3 separate regions of the Mus musculus genome follow, and all the other regions are linked to region 2. A link is a contact called in public Hi-C and capture Hi-C data. All regions are on one chromosome and are shown on one strand. The core of a region is the stretch at or near the end of the contact, and the rest is flanking DNA. Distances in the headings are between cores, read along the strand shown.

Region 1 (3,061 bases), core at 135-2,634, 1.3 Mb before region 2:
AGCTTCATCACTGTGGAAAATGCCAAGGAATCCACTCACCACATCAGGTCCTGACTCTCCCCTACGCTTCAACTTTGTAATGCTGAAGTTAGATGAGCTCAGAGGAGAACACAATATGCACAATGTAGTAAGCCACAAAGCTGTGTTTTAAGTCAGTTCTAAACATCTTGTGCATGACTGTTTATATAAATTCAAATACACACCTTGGACCTTATAGAAAAGTATATGATCAAAATACATAAAGTGGTATATAGTTCATTCTTATGTATTACAAATGGAAGACCAAAGATTCAGAACAAATTCACTAGACACATACTTTTCCAGTTGAGTTTTCATCTCTAAAGACATTTCATAAAAATTTTCGAACAGCCTTTATTGAGTGCTGAGTGCCCTGTACATTTCCTTACTTAAAGGGCAGAGGGTTCAAGGAAGTTGTTTCTGCTGTTACCTAATCAAGTGAATGGAGTTTAGTTTGATAGCTTCCTTTTCAGAAAGACATAATGTGAGGGGGGCAGCTACCAACTTGCTCTGTATGCCACAGCTACCAAGCAGCCCATTCACCTCCCCGAAATAGTCCTACTTCCCAATAGCCCAAGGTTCTATCATTGCTCCAGGACTGAAGAATTCACTTGGCTGACAGAGGTAGTGTTCAAGGAGAAGTCTTCTCTCGATTGTGAACTGACGGGGCCTGGAGGTAAGCCCAGAGGGAGACAATGAACAGACACACAAACGGAGGAGTGTTGATCGTGTGGGTTGTGTACCTGTAAACGACCTTCATGTTCATTGTTCTCAACAACTTTCATTTTACCTGAGCACATCTTTAAATGAAGATAAATATTTGAGTCTTACTTTAAAAAAAAAAAAAAGTGACTGTTTTTCTATCCTTCAACTGTGATACTATCTCTGGTAGACATGTCACCTCCCCCCTCACATGTACTCTCAGTCATTAACTCCTAAGTTAATTGGGTAGTAGACAGAGGTTCTCCTCAGGGAAAAGAACTCTCCTTTGAATAAGAACCGAAATGACTCCTAAGCGCGGGGAATAAGGCTGGTAGTCAAAGTTAACAGAGACACGCAGGAGCAGGTACCACTTTCAGCAGAGGTCAGGCAAACGTGAACACTCTAGACAGCGCAGCAACCTTACCTGCTTTCGTCCCCGGGGCAAAGTAGCTACAGTGTCTGCCAGCACTTGAATCCTTCGGTTGTCTTCCATCGTGAGCTGGCCCGTGAGGACGGAGTAGGAGCCGTAGGCAGAGTCAGCACAGTACTCCAAATTGCCATTGCTGCCCTGCCGCTGCAGAAACCTTTGCAGAGACATTGTGGGCAAAGATTAATCCCGCCAACACATGGTTCCCTGGCCTTGCAGGAGGGAGGAAGCGAAATGCACAGCCCTCTGACACGCAGTCGAAAAAGTAGCAAAGCCAACAGAACCCATGTGACTGCTGTGGTTTGAGACACTGTTGCACAAAGCCTATAGAGGAGGTCACTCCTACTCTCCAGTGCTCCTGAGAGAACCTTGCGTTCCTTTTCTACAATTAAAAAAAAAAAAAAAGAAAAAGAAAAAAATCAGTGTACTTTTCCTCCCTCAAACAGCCGGAACATAGAGTTTGATACTCTATGGCTACGGGTACTCAAAACAGAATTTTCCAGAGAAAGAAAAGAAAAGAAAACAACTTTGTTCAAGTTCGCTCATTTGCTTCCTACCCGTTTGCTCATTTAATATTAGCACCCCCGTGCACTTAACAGACTGTGCCCTCACTCACTCTTTTGGCTGTAAATGTCACAGGTGCTGGCCAGGTTGTTCTCTGGTAAAGTCCTTGTGGTGTTCCTCCCTCTACCTCATTAAAGTTCATCAAAAATGCATTCTGTCCCTAGAGCTGTAGCCGTTTGACATTCACCTAATTGCCTTTATGCCGCTTTATTCTTACCGCAATTACCCATCAGCTTTATAAGAACATAACGGGGAGGGGAAGGAAAGGCAGCGTATTTAGTGCAGAACATTGTTCGTATCTGGGGCTACTCATACCTACAACTTTAGGGGGGAAGAAAGCAGTGGGAAAGAAGGGGGTAGTCAAGCTGAGATAACACAGGATGGTTCCTGTGGCAGTGTGCCATCACGGTGGGGGGAGGGACTTGAAAACAGTTGCTTTTTTTATTTTTTAAATTTTGTATTTTTCAAGTAGTTGAAGATAACGGGTTTCACCCAGAAGCAGGAAAGTACGTAAAAGGCAGAATCAAAGCAAAAATAAAAAGGAGAAGTTTTAAATAGCACAGAAGTCAAACACGCACGTAAAAGTCGTTTGGAAGGTCACTACTAGAGTTTACAAGAGTTAGAAAAGCTCCGAGCTAGAATGGAATGCGTGCACTAGAACTCGAAGTGGGTTCAACCCAAGCAGAACTGGCCAAGTGTGAGTCATAAAGTCGTCAGAATTAATGAAAAGAGGAAGCCGGATCGGAGAACGGTAACGCTCTAACACAGCATGACTCCTTACTGTTGGAACTGAATAAGAATAGAAAGAAGACGATGTCCCTTAAAACATATAAAATCTAAGTTGGAGATTACAAGCACACATCCTTCTAGGGGGCAGATATGTGTAATTCAAAAGAAAGTGCTGGTAACTTTGGTAGCTTAACAATTTTTTTTTTCCTCTAGGAATTTTACAGTCAGGTAAATGTGTTAATACTTGCAAACATTGAATCAAGCCAAGTTCTATAGATGAAAACAGTAACTGTACAAATTCAGTGTTATGAGGTATTAGTCTGTAGATTGCAGACATTAATGATTGACTGGAAGCATGTTTCACTATATGCCATAAAATGCACCTAACATGCTGACTCTTTCAATAACTACATTTACATTTATATTCCACTAGTATTAAAAAAAAACAAAGGCACATCTGCTCCCTGCCCATACACATCAGTCAGGCCACACCCATGAATGTATTTACGAACTGGCCAACCATGATGGTTCGGGTCTCTCTTCTGATTCTTGAGGCCTGCATCGTGCCACTTACTACACACTTTGAATAATATCCCGATCAGTAGTGTCATCTGTGATAAA
Region 2 (3,032 bases), core at 241-2,740:
TGCAGGTGTGAGTCATCACATCCAGCTTGTATCATGTATGAAATTATACAGCAAGCAACGTGATCTATGTTCTGATTTTTTTAATCTAGCATACTTAATATTGCATAGTGTCTTTGGGGTTCCTCTGTACAGAGCATTCCTACTCCTGAGTTGTATGTTGTTGTGTGCATGTAACACAAGCTGTTTGTCTACTCTGCATTTAATGGGCTCTGGGGTTGTGTTTAACTTCTTTCACTCTTGAAGAGAAGTACTCTAGACATCTGTACACAGGGTTCTGTGTATAAAAGTTTTTATTTCTCTTAGAATTCCCTGCAATTTGATTATTGGTTGCACAATATGTGCTAAGTATGTTGAATTGACTTCTAACATTTTACTTTTTTTGTATTCTCATAACCATGTATAAAAGCTCCTATTGCTCTAACATCATCATTAACATTTAGGGGTTTTGTTTGTTTGTTTTGTTTTGTTTGTTTTTGAGACAGGGTCTCTCTACATAGGCCAGACTGGCCTCGAACTCACAGAGATCCACCTGCCTCTGCCTCCCAAGTGCTGGGATTAAAGGCATATACTGTCACGCCTAGTCGAAGGGCAGTTTTTGATGGAAGAACAGTTTGTCCAAGTACTGTCTGCTAAATGTTGGCCCTGGAGGTACAGCAATATGCTTTAACTCATACGTTCTTAGCAAAAAGTTGCATCTATTGGTTACCATTTCACTATATTACCACCGATATTTCTGCATCAATGAGTATTAGTTGAAACATGATTTGGAATATGCACTACACAGCATTCTCTTGATCACATCTTAATTTAGCTAAGCCTCTGCTTGGTGAATATTTATAGTAGATGTGATGACAGGTACATATAATTCTAACTCTGAGGAGGTGGAGACAAAAAGACTAAGTTTGGGGCTGGCTTGAGAAACTTAACAGGACCCTGTCTCGAAATGAAGTCAAAAGGACTGGAAAGGTGGCTCAGTTCTTAAGAGCCCTGTTTTAAAACAAATAAAACAATATAAGAAAGAAAAGAAATACATAATTACTATACTTGCACAGAAGTCTCTGTCCACACCTGCAATTCTTTTCTTAGCATGAGTGCTCAACACTGGGAAGCCCTTAGAAAGGAAAGGTGCTCACTTGTATTGTCTCTTAGAAAGACTATAGATGTCTTAAAGCAAAGACTCTGTCTTGTCCATTGTGACACCCCTGGACGTGACAAGGACCTCACACTGGAACACTGCTCTTACCAGAGAGAAGAATCGTTGACGTTAAGAAAGAATTCATCCAGACTGGATCTTCTCTACACTCTCCTCAGACCTCACTCTGTCCTGTAAACATCTACCTGGCTTTCCCAGGCTAACGAAAGAAGAGAAGGCTTGCCAAAGAGACTCAGGTTCCAGGGCAGCTTAATGATGAGCCTGGTTGTTGCTCAGCAATGCCCTCAAGGGGCCCCGCCCCCTGAAGCTATAAAGCCTTAGTGAGGTGAGATGAGCCAGTTACAACTGGCACTCAGCCTCAGAGCATCGGCAAGGCACTGGCACACAGGCACTATGGCAAACGAAGTACAAGTTCTGCCGTCCCCGCTGAAAGGGCGGTATGCCCCAGCAGGTAGGTTCCCCCACCTGACCTCGCTCCCACCGAAAAAGGCTTCCACACTCCATCTGAGAGGCATCCATCCTCCCAGAAGTAGTGTTGCTTTAACTTCCAGCAGCCCGAGCTCCTCCATGGTTGTAGATTAGTTGTGACCCCTCACCTAGGGGTTACCACCTTGGGGAGCCCTACCTTTCTCCAAGATGCCCATGGTTAGCTGACCTCATACTGACTTCCATGAAGAGAACAGCAGTACCCCGTTTCTGCTTCTTGAGTCTTTGGGCTTGGGCAATGCTCTCAACCCATAAACTGAGGAGCAGGTTTTAATAAGCACCCATTGTCTGCAGGGGCTCTAACAACTAGAGAGCCTTCCTTTTTTTTTTTTTTAAATCCATGCTATTGACGTCAACTCTGTGGACTCTAGAAAGTGGTTCTCCTGCAACTAAGCCTATGTTTACATAGCTTGACTAGCATGAACAGGCCTACTTTTAGTCAGTTTTACATTCTTCCAACTGCTATCCCTCTCCCCTGGCATCTCAAAAGCCTGGCTGCTTTGTCCTTGCCTGTCTCCATTTACAAATCCAGTTATTTGTATAATTCTTTGTCAGGTCTAAGAGGAGGCGGAGGCCTCTTAGCTGCTGGCAGGTAGGACAGGCACAGGCTTTGCAAAGGGCAAGGATCTGATACAGACCCAGAGCTTTCTAGAAGGCAGCCCAGTAGAATCAGAGTCTTCCGGCTCGTTCTACACACCATGGCCGGTCTGCTTTGCCAGTCTACGGACATTCCACACTTGTAGTTGGATTCAGCAGTTTTTAATGTTAAAATTTTAAAGGTTTTGATGCAAACGAGTCTGGGAGCGAACGGGCACGTTGTTGGAAGAGGAACTCATATATTGCATGGATAAAAAGAAATGCCACCACTCTCTTCTGCTGCCTCCACTCCCATCCAACTAAAAAATCCGATTTGCTACAGTACATTCATGCACAAAGTTAAACTTAAATGAGAGTTTGAATGATACCACCGGGGAACTTCCTGTCCCTGTCACTAATGATTGCTAATTGCTCTGTGTACAGAGCGCACCATGACTCTATCAAGCATGTCACAGTGCCTCTGGCATGACAATGAATTGTTATGAACTGTGACACTGCAGATAAGGGCTTTGGGATAATTGGGATGGAGATGAAGGCAGGCTTGCTCTCCCACTGAGCTCCAGAGAACAAAGAGGTTTCATCCTTCAGCTCGTCTTCCCCCAACCACCATCACCTTTTTTTTTTTTTTAATTTAAAGTCTGAACCAGTTTTCAATGATGCAAAGTTTTATTTATGGAACAAAACTAATAAGATGCCAAAAATTCTATTAAGTCTTCACCTGATATTTAGAAGCAAAATACAGATGTCTGACAGCAGGAAGCTAACGCCATATGGCGGGAAGGGGGAGGCGTGGCCG
Region 3 (3,179 bases), core at 517-3,016, 1.1 Mb after region 2:
TTGTCTACAATTCACTTGCAATTCTACTGGTGCAGGTGATGGGGTCAGGAAGAGAGACTGTGTGGTAGCTAGTGCAGAATGCCTATACTTTTAGTGCATCAACCACAGCGCCTGTGTTTGGAGAATCTCTGGGTCTGCAATGTTGAACTCCAGATTTGCAGGCTGTACCTGGGGAGTATGGCAGGGAGCTGGTTGTTTTCATATTCAAAGTGCCCTTGATTATGGAAAAGAAGGCCTCTTCAGCCACTATCTCAGGTCAGGATTTGGGTCTGCCAAATATAGAAAGGATTAGCTCCCAGTGGGTGCTGACCCTGACTGGGAGGATCTCGGATCAGGCTTCCTGTGGCTGAGTCCCAGCTAGTCTCACAAGCTGCTGCCCTTTCCTAACACTTAAGCCCAGGCAGGATCTCCACGCTAAGATACAAAGTGGCCAACTGCCTATCTATGCATATGCTTGCCCCTGTGTACTTAGAGTTTTACTTAACTGAAAAATACCTAAGAGCATTTCTGGCTGCTCCAGAATAGGAAGAGCTGGTGTGGTTTAGCCTTGGTGAGGATAAAGCCCCTAGAGTGCTCTGAAGTACAACTGAGGGAAAAAAAAAAAAAAAAAAACAACTTAAAAATGTGTGCATATGTTGAAGGAAAAATAAAAGAACAAAGAACTGGATTACATCTTGTTTTATGCCTCTTCGCCAAAGGTTTTCCTAGGACAGAACGCACAGGAGCTGCCAGGAGGCTCCTTCTGGTTTAAGGCCACCTGCTTGCCTTTGATCACGGCACAGTCACGCGTTCAGGGACACACCTTTTATGTCTCAGAGACTCGGGCCTGAGTTGCTCCTTGCGGACACTGATTCTTTTCCTTGGGCTTCCTTCTATGCTCACGTTGGGGCCTTACTGTATGTGGGCTGATGCTCAAACCGATGCTGCATTTATCAGTTTGTACGCGTGTCGGGGGCTGTGTAACTTATTTGTCAGTGGTTCATGAATATTATAGAGCCATTGTTCAGCCTAGAGAAACGGAGGACCAGAAGGTACAAATCCCATCGCTGTCCACCCCACTGAGCCCCGCCTCCCCAAGGGGCGTAGCAGACAGGCCTGTTTGGGGGTTATCTGTAGAATGTAGATCCAACTTCTCCCTTTGGAAGGTAATGAAAGAAGACATCTTTTTGTCAGCATTATCTGAAAGGTGACCCTCTTAATCAACCCGTGTAAAGTTTGCATTTTGAAACTATTTCTACTCTCCTAGGTCCCGCAAGCCTGGAAGGCAAGACCCTGCCCCTTACCTCGCCCTAATTTGGAGGACAAGAGGATGTGCGGAAGAGACTGTCCCATCTGCCCCGGGACAGTACACAAGCAACCACAATACAAACTAGGCCTTGCTCTTACTTGTCTTGCTCAACTCCTACCCGTTTTCCGCCCCGAGTCCCGGGTGCCAATCAGCCCCCAGTTCGGCGCTGCGGACACTCACCACGCCACTCGAGGGACGGTTCCTGGATGTGAGTCAAATCTTGGGCGATGCCCTGGTGAATCCCCAGCAGCAGCAGCTGTTGCAGCCAGAGCAGCTGCAGCATCGCTAACCATTGCACCATCAGGCACGCTAGGTGACACCCACGGGAATCAGAACCGTGTCCCCTGCTCTGGACTAGGCTGCAGGAGGCAAGAGAAGCTACCACTCTTCTTGAGGACCACGCCATCCCAGAGCCCTGGAGATGAACTCGCCTCCCTTGTCGCCACAGCGTGTACACTTGGGACTCTGGGCGTGGAGACGCAAATAGCGGAGTTTTCGCCGCCCCGCCCACACTGCTTTGGGGAGGGAGCAGGAAAAAGGGCCGGGCCCTGTGCAGCTTAAACACTCTGGCCTTTTGGGGTTAGGAGAAAGTAGGGCTAAAGCAGCACCGTGGCTCCCCTTCCCTGCTCCATGAGTGCTCAAACTTCTCTCTCGGATTTGCTGCAATTCCTGGTCACCCGTCCCCAGTGTGGGTGAGCGAGCTAATCCTCTCCAGGAGAAGAAACCTGCCCACTGGATTTGCAAGGGTTTGGCTGCCGGCAGAGGAGTCAAAAGAGCTGCCGGGTGAACTCAGGCCCGGGATGCCTCTGGAATGCAGAGCACAGGAGACACCTAGGGGCCCAACCTGGTCTTCAACATTGCTCCAGAGTAACCAGAAGTCACCTTCAGTATCCAGCTTTATCCTATTTTAAAATAACCCCAGGCTTCCGTTTTCTTAGATCATCTTCATCTAATCAAATATCCCACACTGTAGAGTTGAAGAACCCAGTCAGAAAGGTGTGTGACTGGATCTCGGTTACTCCTTAACTCAACAAAACTTACTCCCTAAATTAGTAGACAACAACAAATAAATACAAAACATCAGGCTGCCCAAACCGTGACCAGTCGCAGTCTTTCTAACTGCCCACCTTCCCCGCCAAATAACTAACATTTATTATACAGGAAGCATTCAATACATAAGAGAGCAAGCAGTCTGATACAAGGCCCTTGCCTAAGTAAGACCTTGGCATAGCGGGTAAAACAGAAGTGGGAAGACAGTAAAAGGGAACCTGGGGGAAAGGAGGACAGATGATGGGATCTTGGAGGACCTGTCTTACTTTGCCAATAACAAAACCGACAATTACAGTGCCAGACTCAGGAAATATGCCTCTGCCTACAAGGTATGCATAGCCAGGAGTGATGGTCGGAGGGAGATAGGGCCTTAGTCTTGCTGGAACCTAGACAGCTTGCTGGTGGAGGTTAAGTAAGCCTTGAGTTCTGTGAGCTAGCAAGATGTGTATACTTCAGTCACAGTGAGAGTCTTGAGAAGTCTTGGGATTGGAGGTATCAGGGGCATGGCTTAAGGAAAGATGTCTGGTTGTCCTCTGAGAAGGAAATTGAAGGACTAAGGCTGAAGAGGAAGACGAGAGAAGACTCAATGTGTACTTCTCGAGTCTATAGAATAGCAGTATACACAGAAGTCTTTCCTGACAATAGGCAGAAAACGCATGTTGTGAGCACCGCATACCACACAGTCTGCAGTCACCAACCCCGACTTTCTCTCTGTTGGCCTCGAACCACACTACTGTGGGAATGTTGCCTGTAGTGGGAAGATTCAGTCCTCATTAAGATGACTGGCATCAGTTGTGGCAGGCAGATGCAATCCATGTGGCCTAATTAGATAACCGAGTTG

The links. A called contact is a pair of places that touch in the nucleus more often than the background predicts. Capture Hi-C pulls out chosen DNA fragments and counts their contacts.
Region 1: a Hi-C map of CD8 T cells shows a contact between it and region 2, with 4 times the contacts expected there. The contact joins the promoter of Cytip here to the promoter of Dapl1 in region 2. A contact is called at or near these places in 1 of 39 promoter capture datasets (hippocampal neurons), 3 of 484 Hi-C or Micro-C datasets (CD4 T cells and CD8 T cells) and 5 of 115 datasets of contacts at active chromatin or transcription factors (CD4 single positive thymocytes, bone marrow-derived dendritic cells, memory CD8 T cells and 2 more).
Region 3: a contact with region 2 is called in a capture Hi-C map of embryonic stem cells, with 5 times the contacts expected there. The contact joins the promoter of Pla2r1 here to the promoter of Dapl1 in region 2. A contact is called at or near these places in 11 of 39 promoter capture datasets (the 3T3-L1 cell line, 3T3-L1-derived adipocytes, the C10 cell line and 6 more) and 2 of 9 other capture datasets (embryonic stem cells and liver).

The regions. Positions count from the first base shown.
Region 1 is chr2:58,158,738-58,161,798 of GRCm38.p6, forward strand. It overlaps Cytip (cytohesin 1 interacting protein), which reads right to left and starts at 1,385. Exons shown (of 8, transcript NM_139200.4): 1 at 1,145-1,385. The coding sequence starts at 1,318.
Region 2 is chr2:59,483,163-59,486,194 of GRCm38.p6, forward strand. It overlaps Dapl1 (death associated protein-like 1), which reads left to right and starts at 1,491. Exons shown (of 4, transcript NM_029723.3): 1 at 1,491-1,604. The coding sequence starts at 1,547.
Region 3 is chr2:60,551,542-60,554,720 of GRCm38.p6, forward strand. Pla2r1 (phospholipase A2 receptor 1) reads right to left here and starts at 1,767. Exons shown (of 30, transcript NM_008867.2): 1 at 1,469-1,767. The coding sequence starts at 1,589. Gm13583 (a long non-coding RNA gene) reads left to right here. Exons shown (of 3, transcript XR_374557.4): 3 at 1,247-1,475.